2 separate regions of the Mus musculus genome follow, and region 1 is linked to region 2. A link is a contact called in public ChIA-PET data. All regions are on one chromosome and are shown on one strand. The core of a region is the stretch at or near the end of the contact, and the rest is flanking DNA. Distances in the headings are between cores, read along the strand shown.

The links. ChIA-PET counts read pairs in DNA pulled down with a chosen protein or histone mark.
Region 1: an RNA polymerase II ChIA-PET map of memory CD8 T cells shows a contact between it and region 2, with 82 read pairs. The contact joins two enhancer-like sites. A contact is called at or near these places in 1 of 484 Hi-C or Micro-C datasets (nephron progenitors), 1 of 115 datasets of contacts at active chromatin or transcription factors (memory CD8 T cells) and 2 of 9 other capture datasets (adipose tissue and pancreatic islet).

What each region holds. Positions count from the first base shown.
Region 1 is chr2:11,797,345-11,804,239 of GRCm38.p6, forward strand. No RefSeq gene overlaps it. Among named protein-coding and RNA genes, the nearest start is that of Ankrd16, 23 kb to the left of the region's middle. Within about 2 kb of position 4,142, at least 24 of the 459 cell types and tissues checked have an H3K27ac peak or open chromatin away from gene starts, as enhancers often do. A contact at or near this core is called in memory CD8 T cells, where this site is marked.
Region 2 is chr2:11,651,589-11,658,168 of GRCm38.p6, forward strand. The region is part of intron 1 of Il2ra (interleukin 2 receptor, alpha chain); the gene reads left to right. Among named protein-coding and RNA genes, the nearest start is that of Il2ra, 12 kb to the left of the region's middle. Within about 2 kb of position 1,998, at least 96 of the 459 cell types and tissues checked have an H3K27ac peak or open chromatin away from gene starts, as enhancers often do. A contact at or near this core is called in memory CD8 T cells, where this site is marked.

The DNA.
Region 1 (6,895 bases), core at 2,892-5,391, 150 kb after region 2:
AATAGTGTTGCCCTGAAAAATGTACTCCATGTTCCTAAGCCTCGGCTTCCTTATCTCAAGAATAAAACTGCAGTAAGAGGTCTCTTTAGCACACGCCCGCTGTCAGCGCCTAAGCCAGCCTGGACCACATAACACAAGCCCACAAACTACATGCATAGATATAGCACTGCCTGTCCTAAGGACCAAACGGGATCATTAGTGTTCAGTTAGTCAGCCAGCGTACTGGGCACTTTACTTATTTACTGGGGTGGAATCTTCTGCCTCTACTTCCCAAGTGCTAGGATTAAAGGTATGGAGTGCCACTCCTAGCTGTTGTGAACAATTTATTGTGTGCCAGACATGTTCAGCACCACACAACCTAAATGAGCATTTCTGGTTGGTGTTTTATTTTTTGTTTTTTTTTTCTTGCACTGCTAGAGATAAAACCCAGGGCCTCAAACATTGCAAACACTCTACCAGTGACTATGCCTCCCTCCCTGTCTCTGTGGCTGCAACAATGGTGTTTATGGTGTGTATGTGTGTGTGCTTGCCACCCCCTATACCTATGAACATCTTTTTCTTTTTAACATAGACTCTCTCAGAGTTGTCCAGATGGGCCTTAAACTTGGTTACCCTGCTTGCTCGGCTATCCTAACAGCTAGGAATGCAGTCCTGTGCACTAAGCCCAGCTCCCAGATGACTATTTTAGGCATTGTAGTTGGGAGAGACAGTCTGTTAACCAAAAGCATGTGAAATCTGGAATATATCAGGTGAGTCAGCATTCTCCAAAGAAAAGAAAATAGTGAAGGGGGCGGGAAGTGTCAAGGGGTAGATTTGTCTGTTAAATCCATGACAACATTCTAGACAGAGCCGGCTGTGCCTGCCTAAGTCTTGAGGAAGCTGTGGGCTTCTGTGTCAGAGGACAGACCAGGAAACCAGGGTGACAGAAATGAGTAAGGAGGCAAAGAGAGAAGACGATGAGGTCAGAGCTCGTCACAGAGGTCAGAGGTCACAGAGGTCCCTATGGACCATCTCTGGTGAGGCAGAGGAAGCCATGGGGGTTCTTAGCAGAATACTGATTAAATCTGACCTGATTTTTAGGAAGGTGGTTCTGAACATTGGGTGGAAGGCCATACAGTAACCCTTGAGAGACAGGGTAGTAATGTAGGCCATGGTGATGGGTGAAGCATCAGAAGTTCTATGCTATATCTTAAAAGCAGAAGCAGCTGGTTCTGCTGTCAGCTGAATGTGGGAAGGAAAGATAGAAGGGTTGAGATGTTGGACTTAGCCGATGACAGGGCACATTTGCCACTCCCTGCACAGGGAAGAATGGAGTACAGAGACGGGGGTTGGATATGTGTCCGGTGTGTACTGCCCGAGTGGAGGGATCAAGCAGGCAGCTAGAGAAAAGGGGAACCCAGGGATGAGCCGGGAGGAGGGGCAGTACACGGGTTCCATGGAATGATGAGGTCACCTGAGGCCACATAAAGAGAAGCATCCCCAGAACTGAGCCCTGGGTACCAGAGGACACAGGCTGGAAGGTGAGAAAACCAGCAGAGACCTAGGAGATTGAAGGGAGCCAGCAGACAACCAGGAGAAGCCAGAACCAGGCCTCTTCCTAAAGGAGTATTCAGTGAGACTGATGCTGCACGAATCAGTGTCAGGCTGAGGCCCAGTGACGGGTGAGCCCCACCCGGTGATTTTAGTGAAATGACCAAAAACAGTGATTGGAGCAGCTTCAGGAAAGAATGATAGGGCCTGGGCAGATGCTTCAGGATGGGCATCAGAGAAAGCCCTGAGTTGGTCTTGAGTGAAATGTGCAGTGTTGATGTGGGCACAGCCATGACCAGGATTCCATAGCCTCAGACCCATGGGAAAATGGCAAGACACACATACACACACACACACACACACACACACACACACACACACACACACACACACATATCCACCAGATGAGTCTCAGGGAAATGGCAAGGCCTTCCTGGCCTTCCTGGGGTGGAGGGGTGTCTAAGCATGGATGTTAACAGTGTGTGCGGATAATATGTCCACCGTAGCTTTCTCTGCCAATACGTTTCCAGTCTGAAGACTGATTCCCCATAGAAACTGTCATACTGAGATTAGTTGAACCTGTCCCCTTGATCCAGCTATGCATCATACGCCAGCCTTGCCTCCTTGTTCAGCTGCATGCAATAAATAACTCACTTCGCTGTTCAAGTCTACATAATAAGCAAGCTGCATTTCCTAGGTTTCTGTCTGACACCTCAGGCCACCAGATCCCAGTCTTTCCATCCCTGTGTCTTCATTCTCTCTCTGCCTCGGTCTGCTCCAAGTCCTTGGAGCTGTGCAGGATGGGGGAAGTTCAGGAAGTAAGAGTACTTGCTCTGAAACAAGGGGACCTGGGTTCAAATCTCCAATACCCACATACTATTCAAGCATGCCTGTTCATGCCTATGACCCTAGCACTGCAGTTGCGGGAAGATGCAGGCAGATTCCAGGAGCTTGCCTAGTTGAAACAGCAAGCTTCAGGTTCAGCGAGAGACCCTGTCTCAAAAAACAAGGTGAAGACGAAAACAGTTGTCCTCCCTCCAAGTGCCACTCACAGGCACGCACACCTGCACACATGTGCACACTGGCACACATGCGCAGTGGAAAGGTGACCTGGGGCCAATAAATGAACAAATAAAACAAAGAACAGTGTGGGCGTATTGTCTTTAATAGATGAGTTTGCATTTACAGTTTGAATGGTGAGAAAAAGATCTACGAAGGTGGAAATATGTTGAAAAAGGAAAAAAAAAAACAAAGACAATGCAACAGACTACAACATGATTCTACAAGTCATCTGGATGATCTCAGATAGGCTGAGCCAGGGGCATCTTCAGTCAGCTGAGGTTATAGGATGGTGTTGCCCCATCATACTTGACTCTGGTCCTGGGAGACTCCATTGCCTGAGACTCAACACACAAAGTAGAGACTAGGATACTTCTTCCAGACCAGGCCAACAACAAAACCTTCATCTGCCACATAGATAGATAGATAGATAGATAGATAGATAGATAGATAATTAGATAGATATATAGATAGAGACACACATGCCAAACAAAAGAAGGGACTGGAGAGATAGTTAAGGTGCCTGGTTCCCAGCAACTCCATGCTAACTTCAGTTCCAGGGGATCTAAATCCTCTTCTCACCTCCCTGGGCGCCAGACACACAGTTGGTGAACATGTGTACATGCAGGCAAAACATTCATCCATGTAAATAAATCCTAAAAACCAAACAACAGATCAAATAGATAACAGAAACATACAGAAGCTAACTAAAGTGCTGGGAATGAATCAGCACAGATTTCTTAGATAACACATTCCTTAGGAGCCATCTCTGTTTTGATTACAGTCAATGGCACCAAATACAAACATCAGTGTTAACCCTGTGGTATGCCTGGTGTTAATTTTAGTCAGTTTTGTGGAAGACTTGCCAACCAGGATGTAAATGAACATAAAAATCATAGGAACAAATTCCACTTGTGGGTCTCCTTGCCCGTGTTGGTTAATTTTCATTGTCAACTTGATTGGCTCTAGACTCATCTAAGAGATGGGTGAGACATTCTTCTGGGGTGTCTTTGAGAACTTTTCCAGGGAAGATTAACTGGGGAAATTGAAGAGCCAGCCTGAGTGTGGCTGGCACCATCACAGGGACTGGCTCAGAGTGAATAGAGAAGGAAAAGGAGAAGCCCTGCTGGAGGTTCGCATTCCTGTTTCTCCGAGGTGGGTCTGAGTATGCTGCCTGCTTCTGTGGTAACCCAGAGATGGGAACATGAGCAAAGGAGAGATCATCTACCCCTTTGCACATCTGAAATGTCCAAACAACACTTTCTACTGGCTGGAGCCATGCCGCGACGTGATCACCAGAAGAGAACTGGCCATACATAATAGGAGTCTCTGAGAACAAGCCTTTATCAGAGCTGTCTTAATTAGGATTATTTGGGTGAGATTATTTTTGCCTCCCTTTCCTCTCATCCCTCATAGCCCTTTAAAGTCTAGGAGAGCAGAAAGCAATCCATTTATTTATAGACATATAAAGAATATCAGAATCGTTCTCTGAAGACAGTACTGGGGACTGAGAAAGAAGTCATGAACCCATAAAGATGGTGTTGATCTCCACACTACTGCCACCCAGTATGCAAGTTACACTTCCTGCCTCTGTTTCCTTCTTAACAACAGAGTAACAATGGGGCTTCTATCCTCAAATTATTATAAAGATTAGCTGAGCTAACATGTGGAATGCTGGCATGTAGCAAGTGCCCAACACGTATGCCTGTTGCTCACAGTGGATCCCAGCAGCAACAGTGGAGGCTCAGTGGATAAGTTAGGTTTTCAAAGACAAAACCATTGTGGTTAACAGCAGCCCCAAATTAAGAGCACAGGTTCAACTACAGGAAGTGGCTAGGAAAACACTATTTGCACTTAGTGTCCTAATTTGCCTTTTTAAATTTCTCTTTGGGAGGATATGTCATTAGCTTCCTTTTTTCTTTCTGTCATTTGAGGGTGGGGATCAAACATGGGAACTTGTACTTTTTAAAAATGTATTTATTTTTTATTTCATGTGTATTGATGTTTTGCCTGTGTGAGGGTGTCAGATCCCTTGGAATTGGAGTTATAGATGGTTGTGAGCTGCCATGTGAGTGCTCAGAATCAAACCCCAGTCCTCTGGAAGAGCAACAGTACTCATCACTGCTGAGCTATCTCTCTAGGACCCCTGTTGAAGGGTTTTTATGCCAAGGGTTGTAAGAAATCAGCAGTTGAGCTATCTCTCCAGCCCGGAACTACTTGTTAGACAAACTCTCTGTCATTGAACTACATTGAAAAGAAAATTCTGATTTCATTTTAAAATCCATCCTAGGGTGTTAAGGCACAAAAAGAAAATGAGTGAAAAAAAGATCAGTTATTTCTTTTTAAAAATGAATGAATCTCTTAAGAGAAAAAAACATATAAATTAAAAATAGAAGAAAAAAATTTTCAAAAATGTATTATAGGGCTGGAGAAATGGCTCAGTGGTTGAGAGCACTTGCTGACATTGCAGAGGACCAGAGTTCTGTTTCCAGCGCTCACATAGGGTAGCACCTATGACCTGTCACGCCTGTCTCAGGAGATCTGATGCCCCTCTTCTGGCTGGAAACAGAACTCTGGTATCAAGGCATTCTCCCGCTGACCTCTATCCCAGCCCTTGCTTGTGGAATTTTGAAAGGTCAAATCCATAGTGGCAGAGGATAAATGTTTATTTAGGGAGCTGAGGGGAATGTGGGGAAAGGGAGGACTCTGGTCAACAAGTACAGCATAGCATAGTGCCTGCAGTTACCACCAGGAATAGATGCTTAAAACTTGGTGAATCTGCTGTTAGGTGTTATGTGTTAGCTTGCTTGGATTGCTTTGGGGGAAATACAATAAACAGAGTGGCTTTTAAACAACAAGTGCTTCCCAGTATTGGAGGCCCAGGCCCAGCCTGCTCTTAGGGCCGCTTTCTGGCTTACAAATGGGGATCCCATGAGAGGCTTCACATCCACGCTAATCCCAGTTCTCAAAGGCTCCACTCTCATGACCCAGGCAGCTCCCAAAGGCCCCAACTCTCAGTGTCCTTGGGGACAGTATATAGACATTTAAGCCAGAACAGCATAGTTATGCACATAATAAGAAGGCTATAGAAATGTTTGAAGGTGCTGGACATGTTTACCATATGGGATGATTTTGTGAATTAGCCCCAAATTCAACAAGTTGTGTACACTAAATATGTGAAGCTTCTGTAGCTCCAATACGCCAATAAAACAGTTTTGCGGGTCATCCAGTTTGTATTTGAGTCATTTAATTAGAGTTTGAAATAAACGATTCATGATTTTTTTTGTTTTGTTTTTTAAGGCAGGGTGTTTCTGTATAGCCCTGGCTGTCCCAGAACCCACTTCTGTAAACCAGGCTGGCATCCAACATAGAGATCCATTTGCCTCTGCCTCCTGAGTGCTGGGTTAAAGATGCGCATCACCACCACCTGGCTTACAATAATGATTTTTAGTGTAAAACTGTCCCAAACATTTTGCAGAAAATATGTTGTGACGTGTTTATTAAACAAATTCAAATTCGAGTAGTAATCTCTTATTTTTATTCACTGAATTTAATGACTTTTTGTGAAATGTTAACTCACATGGCAACTTAGATTCTTTTGAAAATATTTCTGTGGGGACTGGGGAGATGACTCAGTGAGTAAGAGCATCGACTGCCCTTCCAAAGGTCCTGAGTTCAAATCCCCAGTAACCACATGGTGGCTCACAACCACCTGTAATTAGACCTGATGCTCTCTTCTTGTGTGTCTGAAGACAGCTACAGTGTACTTACATATAATTAATAAATAAATATTTTTAAAAATGAAAATATTTTTGTTTGTTTGCATGTTTGTGGCATTATGTATGAGGTAGGTGTGTGCAGGTGTCCTCAGAGGCAGAGGGATAGGGCATCAGGTCTCACTGAAACTGGAATTCAAGCAGTTGCAAGCTGCCCCATGTAGATGCTGGCATCTGAACATAGCTCCTCTGGAAGAGAGACATACACTCAATCTCTGAGCCATCTCTCCAGCCCCATGAGTTCTTTTTTAATGGCAGATATAAACTTGGTTTCTTAACAAAATATGAAAAAAATTGATTGGATTTGGAGTCCATTATCTCAACAGCTGCTAGATTCCTCACGGTCAAAGTCACAGGAACTTAGACCTGCTTCTCATTGATGAAATAGTTGGTAGGGTGTTGTCTTAGTCAGGGTTTCTATTCCTGCACAAAACATCAAAAAAGAAGCAAGTTGGGGAGGAAAGGGTTTATTCAGCTTACACTTCCATGTTGCTGTTCAACACCAAAGGAAGTCAGGACAGGAACTCAAG
Region 2 (6,580 bases), core at 748-3,247:
GGGTGTTTTCCTTGCATCTGATAGCATTTCAAAGAAGTCACAGCAGCAGAGTCTGGGCTAGCAACCGGCAAAACAGAGGAAATTCTGAGCACCTTTGGCCATGAGTCACCACACCTTCTGAGCACCTTTGGCCATGAGTCACCACACCTTGTTCAGGAATTGCCATCTCTGCCCACAGAATCGCCCACTGTTTTCTGTGTGGGACCAAAATAGATACCTCCTTCATAAACTTTGTGTGTGTGTGTGTGTGTGTGTGTGTTCTCTCTCTCTCTCTCTCTCTCTCTCTCTCTCTCTCTCTCTCTTGGTAATAAAAAACAAAAGACAAAGATGGGTATGTGCTTCCAAGGGCAGACTAAGAAGCCACTTACAGGTGAGTGTGACAGGTGAGAGGAACCGTGGCAAGGAACACCCTACCCTGGTGGCAGAGCTTCTCGATATTTGTATGTCTGCTGCTTTGCTTCTCAGTTCATTCATGATCTATTGAGCAACTTCACGCAAGGTTAGAGAGGCAGAGATGAATAAGACCCAACTCTTGGCCTCCAGGAGCTTCTTGCTTATGCGGAGAGAATACCCAAGCTAAGGGCTGAGATTTAAGTAAGAGCACAGAGCTGGTGGACACACACTCCACTGCCCACTCCTCCTGCAAGACCGACACACCATAAGCTAGGAACTGCTTCCCATTATATGTACATGCAGAAGAGAGAAGGGCTCACGCTGTTTTGTCAGTGTGAGTGACTAGAATTAGAATCCAGCACTTTCCATTTTGAGTTTAGAACAATCTGCAGAGGTTTTGTGCTTGTTTGGCTCAGCAATACCTTTCAGGGACATCTCAGGTAGGACGTACTGGGAGTCCTTCAGTAACAGACTGTTTCCACAGGCTCAGGAGTCTCTGAGGCACCATCTATAGGCCAACTCTCACATGTCTGAGTACATTTGAAGATCTCCCAGGTCCTCAACATCTATGACCTCTTCAAGGAAGAAAGGAAAAGGGGGAGGGAGGGCAGGAGGGAAGGAACCTCATTAATCCAATTCAGACCATTAGTGAGTTTCCTTCCCTTCCCTTCCCTTCCCTTCCCTTCCCTTCCCTTCCCTTCCCTTCCCTTCCCTTCCCTTCCCTTCCCTTCCCTTCCCTTCCCTTCCCTTCCCTTCCCTTCCCTTCCCTTCCCCTCTTCTCCCCTCCTCTCCCCTCAACTTCCTTCCCCTCCCTTGCCCTCTTCTCCTCTCCCCTCCCCTCCCCTGCCCTGCCCTGCCCTCTCTTCCTGCCCTCTCCCTTCTCTTTTTCTCCCTTCCCCTCCCCTCCCCTCCCTTGCCCTCTTGTTATCTCTTCTTTTTCATCTCCTGTGGTTCTAAGGATCCAACCCAGGACCTCACCAAACCAACCTAGATAAGCATTCTACTACTTCGCTCTTGTTTTTTTGAGACAAGGACTCTAACTCAGGCTGACCTTGAACTTCCCCACCGTCCAGGATGGCCTTAAACTCATTATCTTCCTTTCTCCAAATCCCCCAAGTGCTGGGATTACAAAGTATATTATCAGACTGTTTTTTGTTTTCTGTGATGCTAAGGATTGAGCCCAGGGTTCAATTCACACTAGACAAAACACTTTACCTCTGAGCTGGGTCCCCAGTTCTTACTATACTGTATAAAGCCGAAAAGAAAAGCAGTGCTTTAAAGATGTATTAATAAACTATAAGAATAATACATAATAAATTGATATGTAAAAAACCACAATGTATATATGTAAATGAGAGCAGCCCTAAAACCAAACAGGCCTGTGTCCCCAGGGAAAAGGTCACTTTATCATGTTGTGGGGAACGGCAAAAGAAATGTTTCTAAAAGTTTCTTTTGAAGTCCCCGACATCTATGCTGACGTCAGCCTCTTCCTGCCCAGCGCTCTGAAAGTTTCCAGGGAGTTTTGGGGCCAGTGACTTGACACAGGGTTGTATGTTTGACACTTGCTGACTGTGGGCAGGTTGTGGTGGCTTTCCCTGCCTGCCAAGCCCCACTCAGCTGAGCATCAGCATGGTATGTGCTTCCTGTCCCCGTGCTAGTGACACCTCTCTGTTCAGACCTTGATTTAGAACAAAAAAGAACCTTTGTGAAGAGAAAACTCCTTATTTAAAGGAAAGTAAACCGAACTTTTGAGAGTCTTTTTAGAATAAAAGGGCGAGTCCTCAGGAGTCCCGCTGGTACCCCTGAGGGGAGGTGAGCCTTGAGGGCTCGCTGCTAGGTTTCCCTGTCTGGTCCCAGACATCACTTTCCCTTTCTAACTGTCTCCTCAGAGGCCGCTTCTGGAGGTAATTTTTAGCTGCCAATGCTGAGGAACTATTGGCCAGAGCATGCCACCCTGCTTCTTAGAGAATACAACTGCCACCATTGAAAACCTAGGCTGTCTAACCAGTGAGCTCAGGGCGTCCGCCTGTCTCCACCTCCCTTTTCCTCCTGTGCTGGGATTTGCATGTGCACAGCCATATAGAGTTTATAGAGTGCTGGGGATGTGAACTCAGGTTCTCATGCTTCTGTGGCAAACCCACGAAACCATCTCCCATCCTTAGTTTTATATATTTCACTATACATTCATATTATAATATACATTATATATTATATAATATATATTATATAAAACATATGTAATATATATTATAATATATAATACCATGGTATTGGCAGTGCTTAGAATAGGTGCCCCAGATTTTCGTAACTTTTTCTTTGTTTTCTGTTTCTCTTCTAATCTTTTTTTTTTAAGTTGGTTATTTTATTTTTTTACATTTCAAATGTTATTCCCCTTCCTGGTTTCCTCTCCGCAGCCCCCACAATCCCATCCCCCTCCTCCCTGCTTCTAGGAGGGTGCTACCCCACCCACCCACCCACTCCCACCTCACTGCCCTGGTATTCCCCTTCACTGGGCATCAAGCCTTTACTGGACCAAAGGCCTCCCCTCCCATTGATGCCAGATAAGGCCATCCTCTGCTACATATGCAGCTGGAGTCATGGGTCCCTCCATGTATGCTCTTTGGTTGATGGTTTAGTCCCTAAGAACTTTGGGAGGTCTGGTTGGTTGATCTTGTTGTTTTTCCTATGGAGTTGCAAACCCCTTCAGCTCCTACAGTCCTTGCCCTAACTTTTCCCCTGGGGCCCCTGGGCTCAGTCCAATGGTTGGCTGCAACTTAAACAGCTGTCCCACACCATGGTTACTTCTCCAGTCTTTAATTGCATTTGTTTAACAATTTATTTTAACAATTTATTTTCTTATGTAATATATGTGTGTGTGTGTATACATCTATATATATATGAGAGAAGAGGGCATCAGAAAACAGAGGGTATCTGATCCCTTTACAGGTTGTGAGCCACCATGTGGTCGATGGGAATTGATTTCAGGACCTCTCTGGAAGAGCAGCCAGGGCTCTTAACAGTTGGGCCGTCTCTCCAGCTTGTATTTGTTTGTTTACTTATGTATTCATTTACTTATAGACAGGGTCCAGCTATGTATCCTGAACTGACTTGCAGTGTAGCTAGGCTGGCCTCAAACTCATGGTAATCACCTCTGTCAGCCTTCTGAGTTCTGGGACTACACATGCAGGGGAAATCCCACAGATATCCATTTGAAACAAGCCCTCACGATTACAACTTGCTTCTCAGAAGGCTCTGTCTTTTTTCAGAAGACTGTGGGCGGGATTTACCAATTTAGCAGTGCTCCGCTAAAAATATGGCCCCCTCCCAAGAAATCCGTTTCTAAGATTTGAGGGGAAAACTGTCTTTAGTTTTCAGAGAAAGAGGAGGAATATTTCTTCCCAGACTTTTCTCTCTCTCTCTTTCTTTTTTAATCTGATAACACTTTAATTTAAATCAAGTTGACATTCTGTGGTAAGTTTGTGGTTAACTCTTTCAAGTGCTGAAGCTTGTTTTCTGAGGTGACTGGAGAGTTAGAAAAAGACAGGCAGCCCAACCACTGTACTCTGTAAGCATTACAGGCTCCTGGATGTGACAATCTAGAGGCCGCTCTGTGAGACAGAGGGCAGTTCTCAGCTCCTTGCCTGGGTTTCTCTTTCTAAGAGCAAATTCCTAGTTTCTGTAGACCTACTGTTTGTTGTTTGTGTAACTACTGCCAAGAAGGCACAGGGTTTTCTCCAAAATGGTCTTACTAGTGAGTCACACATTCCTGCCTTATGGAAACCCAGGCTTTGACGAAGCCTGAGAGAACTGGGCCTCAGAAACGTGTGTCAGATGACAACAGGACTCACAGACACAAAAGGCTAACCACCGTTCTGCAAATATTGTTATTTCAGTGTTTCCCCTTTAATTTTAAGAAACTTTTCTTTAATAATGACACACACACACACACACACACACACACACACACACATTTTTGACAGGGTCTCACTGTGAAGCCCTGGTTGTCATGGAACTATCCTGGAACTCATTATAGAGACCAGGCTGGGCTAGAACTCAGAGATCCACCTGCCTCTGCCTCCCGAGTGCTGTGATTAATGGAATGTGCCACCATGTCTGGCTTTCATGAGTATTCTTTCAATCATCTTTGGATTCATTTCCTGCTATTGGCATGGCCATATAATTTTCCACCTTTAAACAGAGTCATATCAAGAGATTTTCCACTAGTGAACCATCCATCACTGCTGAGATAAATTCTAATTGATCAGAATATTAGTTTTTGTCATACCTGGCTAGAACCAAGTACAAATATTGTAATCGATATTCTGTTGTCTGTTTTTATAAGTGAGATGGTCTTACGGCCATTTTCTCTGCAGTTCATCCCAAGTTTAATAGGAAGACTAACATAACTCTGTAAAAGGAATTAGAATCATTGAAGTGTCTGTGCTGGTCTGAATGAGAATAGCTGCCATAGGCTCATAGATTTGAATATTTAGTCCCCAGTGAGTGGAATTTCCAGTTTGGGAAGGATTAAGAGGGGTGACCTTTATTCAGGGTTTTGAAAGACTCATGTGATATTCCAGGGTTGTTTTCTCTCTCTCTCTCTCTCTCTCTCTCTCTCTCTCTCTCTCTCTCTCTCTCTCTCTCTCTCTCTCTCTTTCTCTCTCTCTCTCATGGCTGTGGACAGAGATCTGAGCTGTAAGCTGTTCCTTTACTCTACCATCATGGATTCAAACTCCCTGAAACCATATGCCAAATTAAATGTTTTCTTTGTAAGTCCTGGTACCCTATCTCAGCAATGGAAAAGTTAACTAAGATGCCCTCTGAAACAGTTTGTATTAAGCATCTGCTACCTATTTCATATATTTGTTCACAAGTTGATTTTTTCAAATGATTGGTTTATTAGGTATAATTCTCCTCTTTCTTCAGCTTCTTTCTCTCTTTCTAAGACAAAATGTCGCCATGTACCTCAGGCTGGGCTTGAACTCACAATCCTGCTCATTTTTGAGTTTTTGGTGGATCAGTAGTTACACCTCCCTTTTCTTCAAACTGATGCTCTGTTGTTCTTGCTCCTTCTAGTCCTGACTATTTTCAGAATCTACTTAAATGAATAGTTTTTAATTTGGAGGACATTCTCTGCTGGTTTTTTTTTTTTCATCTTGGTCAATCTTTCATTTACAGTTTTGATCTCCTTTCTTTAACATTATTCCATGGTTTTTTAACTTCCTCCAGTAAATATTAAATGGGATAATGCCTGTTCTTTGAACACGTATTTTCCTTTGAGGTTGTAGACATCCCTGGAGAGGCTGTGCTGGCTCAGTACTGCAGGGTTTGTGGTTATCATTTTTGTTGCTATTCGGTGCAGAATATTTTACAGAATGAGTTCTGAGTTTCCCTTTGATCCATGGATTTGTTTGGAAGTTTGAGGTTTCTTTTTTAAAATGTGTGAAGTTTTATTGTTGTTTGTGGTTTCGCTCTCTGTTTTTAACTTTTAATTTCATTGCGCCATGATTAGAAAATGAATCTGTGTGATGCTTATTCTTTGACACTTGTGGAAACCACCTCTGGTGCCTAGTAGGAGCTCAGTTCTCTTTACCACTGTCCCATGCGTGATAAAGAGAGTGTACATTGCCTATGTATTGGTCACACAACTACATAAATATGCACAAATCAAGCTTACTGACAACTAACAGACCTTCTTATAGAGTAACCTTTTCTTATTAGTGGTCCTTGCAACATCAGTTTGTTTTGTAGTGAGTTCTGGGCTTAATTCTAGTTGGGTTACTTTTTGTGGTTTCCCTTGGCTTCCTGAGCTGTATTTGGTAGCATCTGATTGGCTGACCTGCTTTTACTATAGGATTCCCATGAGTGTGGTCTCTTTGATAGTTCAGGAGTTGTGTTCTAGACACTGCAGTATGTGAAATGTATTATCTTTGGTTATTGCCGTAGAGTCTGTGTTATGTAACTTGGAAGAGTGTAGGGTGATTTACAGCAGTGCCTCCCTTGTGTGGAGACAGCACAGTGTGTTACCTCTTTCTGTTGTTACATCCAGTGTTGAGTCTTCAGCCTTGATCCTAACCCCACTCACTCCCCTGCATCTTGGGTCTTTTGTCTCCTTCATTATTCATGTTGAGATTTTGTCTAAGTTTGAGGAGGACTAAGTAATGAATGGAATATGGTATAAGTTCTC